Regions from separate parts of the Mus musculus genome. Here region 1 is linked to region 2. Evidence: chromatin contacts called from public HiCAR-type data. All regions are on one chromosome and are shown on one strand. Each heading gives the region's core, a stretch centred on a gene start, on an enhancer-like site or on the middle of the called end of the contact. The rest is flanking DNA. Distances are from core to core; before and after follow the strand shown.

Region 1 (3,497 bases), core at 102-2,601, 1.0 Mb after region 2:
GTCAAAAGTTGGAAATGAATGGGTGGTCAGTACTGGGTCCTTCTAGGGCTCTCAGCTCCAAGAGATTTGCTGCTGCTCTTGGTACTCCCTGGCTTACAGATATGCCTCCATGATCCCCAACTCTATCTTAGCAGGACATTCCTTCATGTATACACGTAGTATCTTTCCCCTCCCTGCACCTACCCTTTTCCTTCTCATGGGACACCTGTCATACTAGATTGGAGTGCATCTCAGTGACCTGACTTTTGGCAGAGTTAGTACCTCAACATGCATTCTTTTGGGAGATACAATTTAATATATAACATCCCTTACATCTTTTCATGTGAGTTATGGGGCTCTCAGACAATGCTAGCAGTGGCTTTAATCAAGGTGCCCCTGTACCGTTTATGGCAAATTGTAAAACAAGGTTTAGAGAATTATTTGTTGAGCATGGCAAGACCTCATCTCATGATCCCTAGGGATATTAGTCTACTGGCTGGCTTTTAAGTCACAGTAAGAACTGGATCTTATCGAGTGACTTTTTGAGGTTATTGGGTTATTCATATAGTAATTGTTCAAGTCCATTTTACCAATTCTATTGCAAGGAGGTATATTGTCCCTTTAACATACCACTAGCACAGACATGTGACTACTGTTCTTTTGCTCTATTTTCTTGCAGATGGCTGCATCCATCTTCATTCTTCAAAGGGTCCTAAACATTCTTGACAAATTTCACAACCAACACAAGACAACATTGTCGTTGTTTTCTTGGAAAGGGGAGTGATGGGTTCACCCTTGGCAGAGCCTTCATTCATAGTATCTGCTAGAAGTGTAAGCCACAGGATGGTGATTTTCTACTTCATAACCTGCTCATTTCAATTTTATTTCCTTCTACATTATATTCTGGTCATAGTGCCTCATTTCAAGAAAGCATGGATGACAGGTTACCTATGCAAAAACGCCCCTTTCTTAGAAGCCAGAGTCCATTAAGCACGCCAAGATAAGATTCTTGGTCTCCATGATTCTTGACTCCTTAGAACATGAGTTTTAAAGAACCAAACACATGTGCTTCTATACAATGGAAAAACACTTCCCAATAAAAATGACTGGACCATTGATACACACACAGTAACAAAAACAGTTAACAAATGCTTTCTGGTCACTAGAAGTGAAAGCCAATGTTGTGGATGGGTCCTGTGCTGTTTGTATGCTAATTCTGCTCTGCTGGGAGGGGTTGTAGACAAGGAGTGAGTCATATTCAGGTGACTTCTTGTGAACCAATCCCCTCATGAATAAAGGAGTCAATCACTTGGTGAGTAGGCAGGACTTCCAGGTTGGACAGAGGAAGAGAGGAAGCAGGAGAGAGCTAGGCCCTTTTGGAATGGGGACAGCAGAGGGGTAAGATGTAGCTGCTAGAGCTTCCTGGTATCATGGTAGATCTGCAATGATTCGCCATTGGAGGAATCAGATTTTAATAAGGCTTACAAGATTAGGATTTTAGTTGTTGTGCTCAGCGATTGAGTTACCATTGTTTCTGAACTAAGTTTGTGTTGCATTTTCCTTCATACGACGGCTCGTCTGAGTTCAAAAGAGAAAGGTACAGCAACAAAGTGTGGATTTGCCAGATGTGTGCCACAAAGGCTGTGGGAGATTTGAAGCATGGGTTTGGCATGGTAACAACCTACCAGAGGAAACTTAGTGAGCTGGGTAGAGAGATCTTGGAGTTCTGAGTCAGAGTCTCCACAAGATAAAAACAGGTTGGTCATTGCCCACCAGTGCATGGCCAGCCAGTCCGCTGGGGCAAATGCACAAGTTCAGGAATGTGTGCCTGTTCTCATTTTTAAATATTTCCCACAAGGCCAATGGATAACAAAACACCTGCCTTCCTGCATCTGATTCTCTGTGCCTGTGAAAATGACGGGAAGGCACCAACATATCCATGGTGAACAGGAGCTGAAGGTAAGGAGAGGTTTTCTTACCTACGCAATACCACGAGGCAATCTGCTCAATAATGGGGGGAAATCCTAATGACACACCTAAGGGGTAAATGGATTGTGTATGAGTGAATGATCAACCACAAGGTGATAATCACAGGTGCTTTTTAACCTCCTTAGTATAAATTTGAAACCTTAACATAAAGTTAAAAAAATTATAATAAAAAACACAGAGCCACCTAATTTGTGTGAGGCAGAAGCCTTGAAAACATGGCCCTAGGGCACCTTTTCCCTCTCTAATTATCTGAACCCCTAGCCCTCCCTAAATGGCCTACTTCACAAATATGCAATCCCATGACTTAATAAACTGAGAGATAACGGGGGGGAAAGAGATACAATTAAGGAAAAGAGGCAACCCAAACTTTGGCCATTGGAGTGAAATGGCTGTGCTAATATCTTTGTTAATGTCTCATGGTCAGAGGAAAGAGAAAACGGCTCCCAGAATTACCGCCTTTGCCATTTTAGGGCCTCTCTGGGAGGCCAGCTGTACTACACAATGTGCTTGGAAACCCGAGCTTCCATTACGAAGTCTGAGCTTATGGTTCAGCTTAGAGGCCCCTGCAGAAAGATCACTCAGTCTCTTGGAAAGAGTTCTCAAACCTGGCAGGGCTACAAGAAAGGGCTGGGGAGTCCCTGCCCTGACAGTAGTTGGCTTGGCTTGAAAGTCCTCTGTGAGCTGCATCCTAATGCACACAAAAGCTTTGTGTTGGTTTCCCAGCTTTGCCCTATGCCAGGGCAGGCTGTCCAGTGAAGCAACCTGCATCTATCTGCAGAGTGGACCAGACTCACCCATACACCCCGATCCAGAGAGCTCAGGGTATCGGAAGCAGCTGCCTTAATGGTATACCTCACAACATATCCATAGTCTTACTCTGGGAGACAGATGAATCGATGCTATTTGAAAAGGCATTACCAAAAGAAGGACTGAGAACTGTTAAATATCCAGCCAGTGAAACCACATTGTTTTCTGCCCTCCAATCAGTCCAGAATGAAAAAGAACTCCCTGGGGCTTGAGAACTTGAGTTGTGAGGCCTCTTTCACTGTTAACCACTTCATTATTACAGAAAGTACCTCCAGAAACCAAAAAGCAAGTGACAGGTTGCTAGCTAAGTCAGAACATAGGGTCGGGACACGCAGAAGAGGTTAACTCTTCTGTAGCTGCCTCCATTTTATAGACCAATGGTTCTCAACTTCCCTGAGACTGTGACCCTTTTTAATATAGTTCCTCATGTTGTGATGATGCCCAACCATAAAGTTATCTCATTGCTACTTCAGGCCGTAACTTTGCTACTATCATGAGTCATAATGTAAATATCTGATATGTAGGATATCAGATGTGTGACCCTCAAGGAGGTCTGGACCCAGAGGTTGAGAATACCTGTTATAAACAAAGGGCCTTCCACTGCTCCACCTAAGGGGAGCTGTCAATGAGGAGCAGAGGAACTGGTCCTTTAACTGCTGCTGCTACTGCCGCCACCGCCGCCACCCATTACCCTGGCTATACTCACTAGTGGTCACCGGGTC
Region 2 (3,513 bases), core at 268-2,767:
CACTTCTGCTTAAATCTGAGCTTGTCTTCAGGAAACAAATCTGTAACTCTATGGAGAAAAGAAACAACTTAGTTAATAGGGATGCACAGGACACCCCAGCAGTGAAATGTCACCTGGTTAATGCTACTGTCTAATGGTGCTATCATCCATTGCTCCTCTAGAGGCAGGTGAAGCGTGGGTCACAGTTTCCTTGCCCACAGGGCCTGGGCAGATGTTTCTCCATCTGTCAAGTAAGCACCCGCTTTCTGCCTGCTTCCTATGTAGAAGTGTTGGGGAACAAGAGAAAACTCACTTGAGATGGGTCGGGCGAGCTGAGCTGCACCCCAATCAGATGAACTATAGTGATGCTTTGATCCCCACCCTGGAGGGGGAATCCTGAGCGACAGATTACAAATCGGGGAATTTGCATAAACATATTTTTGAACCATGTGCTATGTTTCTGATGCAGTGGAAGACTCCGCCAATCTGAAATCCTCACGGTGGCATCAAGGCATATGGTGACACAGATTTTTACACATGAAGTAACCAAACCCGTGCATGGTGACCAGTCAGTTCCCAACGGACCAGGTGTGAAATGTCTACTGAGACACAGGACTGTCAGTGCTAAACCCCAGAAAGTTTCAGGCAAATCACAATGAACTGGTAACTTCAAACTTGAGTCTAAGAAGCATAGCAACTTTCCTGAATACATGGCCGGTACGCGGCAGAGTTTGGGAGTGGCATGGGTCTGTTCTACCATCCTTAAATTCTGCCCTCTATTCCCTCTCTCCCTAAACTGATTGGATCGATAGGCATACACGGGTGAGAGCTCTGCATATGGGATAGTGCACTGGTCACCATGCTAGGACTGGAGAGGGAACAGGACTTTGCTGGGGAAGTCTGTCCTGTGCTGGGAGGCCTGAGAGTTTAATCTTCAATGTCTCTCTCGATGGTTCCCTTAAGAATAGACCAAAGCATATGAGTATAAAGCCCAGCTTTAGGAGCCACATGGCATGCTGGCTAGCCCTTTTATATGGATTGCTTTGTCTGGTTCAGAGGCCCTTAAACTCAAAGACTAGAAGTGGCCTATTAAAAAGGTATAGAGGTGGGAACTGGGGCCTGCCAACAAATATCCCAATTCTATGCACCGTTGGACGGGCTCACCAGTTGCATGTGGGTGACCTAAATCCTTTCTCTCAGCTCCTCCTGAACTGGGGCAATTGCCCCCTTCCCTGTAAAGTGTCCCTTGGCGACATTCTATCAGCTCTGGAATCAACTCAGGCTCTCTTGCTTGGCTGGCAAGGCTCTCTGAGGGCTGGCCCCAGCATCTCTTACAGCTTCATCTCCTGCCACACTTAGCGTCTTGAGTGGATTCCAGAAGCCCTGGCTCAGTATGATGCTCTGGCCTCCTGCCTTCACTGCCGCTAGTATGACTCCGGTCCTCCTGTATCTCTTCCACTTGCTTCTTCCTGTTGTTTGGCTCACTTGTTGCCTTGGCCAGTCCACTTTAGGCTCCACCCTCAGTCCTATTTGCATAAGCTTTCAGGGTTGGCCTTCCCCACATTCAACCGTGTGGGCAGGGACCAGCTCTGTCTGCTCTCAGCAGGACCAGTGGGTTCTTGTTGAAGCAGTCAGGTCCTGGATAGAGGCAGGAGGTGCTGTTTGTTTGATGTTGGTTCTGCCAGCTCCACAAGCTGTCTGCGGCGGGCGGGCCGGCGGGCGGTGATTACACTCTGCACAATAGGCCCCGGAACAAGGAACTCAGCAATGTTGCAATCATCAGTTTCAATTGCCATGGTGAGAAGGGATTAGGGAATAGCAAACTGACAACCTGGCTTAGTCTAAGGGCTAAATTAGGAACAAGATTGGCATGCTGGTGGGAAAAAAAAAGAGCGAGTGTAAGAGACGGCGTGCGTTAGAGGGAAACTTGGGGATTTGCGCGTGGTACCTCTGAAAAATTAACCTCAGAATATGTTAGGCTTAGAGGTTAAGAGTAGCTCTTGCCAGGGCCGTCATGTGGCAGGATTGAGCACTTTGTCAGCTCTCAAGTCTGTTTTTAAGGACTGCCATGTGCCCCGAAGTGGCATTTGGCCCAACGACAGCCCGTATTTGCAATTGTGGTCCTGTAAGGGGATAATAGAGTCGAACGATTCCCATGACCTCATGACAGTGTGGCTGGTGTAACATCCTAAACAACACAGGACACACAAGCTCATGGCGACACCAGTATAAATAGGTCTACTGCACCGCTAGTCATGTAAGTGCGGTGTGTGAGCAGCACCTGATCATGATAATAACGACAGGGTTGCTCAATTACACTTGTGTATCATGCTGTCTATCATATTCGCCTTTGTTGTCCGGTAAAATATTAGGGTCCCCCAGAAGACAAGAACTGAGAGGGTGAAAACGGTGCATTTAAAAAGGATTTATTAAACCAGCTATGTTTCATGGTGGAAAGGGTCCAACAACAGGTGTCTCACACTGAGAGGGCTTAGAAGCCAGTAGTTGCTCAGGCCATGAGGCCAGATGCCTCAGTAGATCCGATCCTGCAATAAAAGCTAGGAGGTTTCCTGGAGAGCCACCTTGAAACACTGGTTCAGCCACCAGTCTGAACCATCATCAGGGTAAATTAATTCAGTGGGAAAGAGAGAAGGAAGGCTAAGCTGGGTGAGGGGAGGGGGTGAATAGCCTTCCTTCTGCCACCAGGAAGTGCTGCTTACATTTGGGGTGGGGCCTCCCATATCAGGAACCCAAGATAATAACCTCTAACAGACCCACCCACCCATGGGCCAACCTGATAGAGACAGCTCCTCAGTTGAGGTGCCCTGCTCTGATGATTTTTGGTTGTGGAGAACTGACATTTAAAACCAGCCATCACTGTGGTGTCCTAACCCAGCAGCAGCGCCCCCCCATCATGTGATTACCATTCGGCTGAAGTTTCAGTTCTCTTGTGCTGGGTTTAATCTATCTGTATTCTGTCCATCATAGTGCTCCAAGCATATAGGATACGGCAGATGAGCCAATATGGCCTTTGGTTCTTAGAAGTGCATTCTATGACTTTGCAGCGTAGTGTGTCACCCAATGTCATATTTCCCAGAGTGTGCTTCAGTGATCTCTGCTTTCCATGGTTGTTCCCTGTTTGCTCCACCTGGTACTTTGGATATTTCTCGACCACAGCTCCTCGCAGGGTCAGGAAGGTGGGCTTTGCTGCATCTGTTCTTCCTATTCTATCATTGATTGCTCCGGCTCTGTTTGCACACTAGGCCCTCTTCCAGGACAGGGACCGGGATCTTGTCTCTGGCCACAGATGCTGGGCTCTGTCCATGTGTTACTCGGCCTCTTGACCTCCACTCACCTGGTTCAGACATGTGGTTCTGGGGCGGTTGCCTTCTCCCATGGTTGCCCAGCTGTGGTGGGAAGAGAGTTAGAACTCTTGTAACTGCTGAGTGCAGGGCTCAGCCCCTGAGTGATCCTTCATCTCCACTGCCTCCCAGCCACCTTTACGCAGGCCAAACTCTCGCCATGGCTTCTTCT

The links. HiCAR-type assays count read pairs that join an accessible place to other places.
Region 1: a HiCAR-type map of astrocytes shows a contact between it and region 2, with 5 times the contacts expected there. The contact joins the promoter of Ptprtos here to the enhancer-like site in region 2. A contact is called at or near these places in 8 of 39 promoter capture datasets (the 3T3-L1 cell line, the C10 cell line, cranial neural crest and 4 more), 2 of 115 datasets of contacts at active chromatin or transcription factors (astrocytes and embryonic stem cells) and 1 of 9 other capture datasets (embryonic stem cells).

The regions. Positions count from the first base shown.
Region 1 is chr2:162,389,462-162,392,958 of GRCm38.p6, forward strand. Ptprtos (protein tyrosine phosphatase, receptor type T, opposite strand) reads left to right here and starts at 1,352. Exons shown (of 3, transcript NR_040617.1): 1 at 1,352-1,377; 2 at 1,838-1,938. All of the region lies in intron 1 of Ptprt (protein tyrosine phosphatase, receptor type, T), which reads right to left.
Region 2 is chr2:161,340,089-161,343,601 of GRCm38.p6, forward strand. No RefSeq gene overlaps it. Among named protein-coding and RNA genes, the nearest start is that of Gm35374, 49 kb to the right of the region's middle. Within about 2 kb of position 1,518, at least 113 of the 459 cell types and tissues checked have an H3K27ac peak or open chromatin away from gene starts, as enhancers often do. A contact at or near this core is called in astrocytes, hippocampal neurons and stem cell-derived epiblast-like cells, where this site is marked.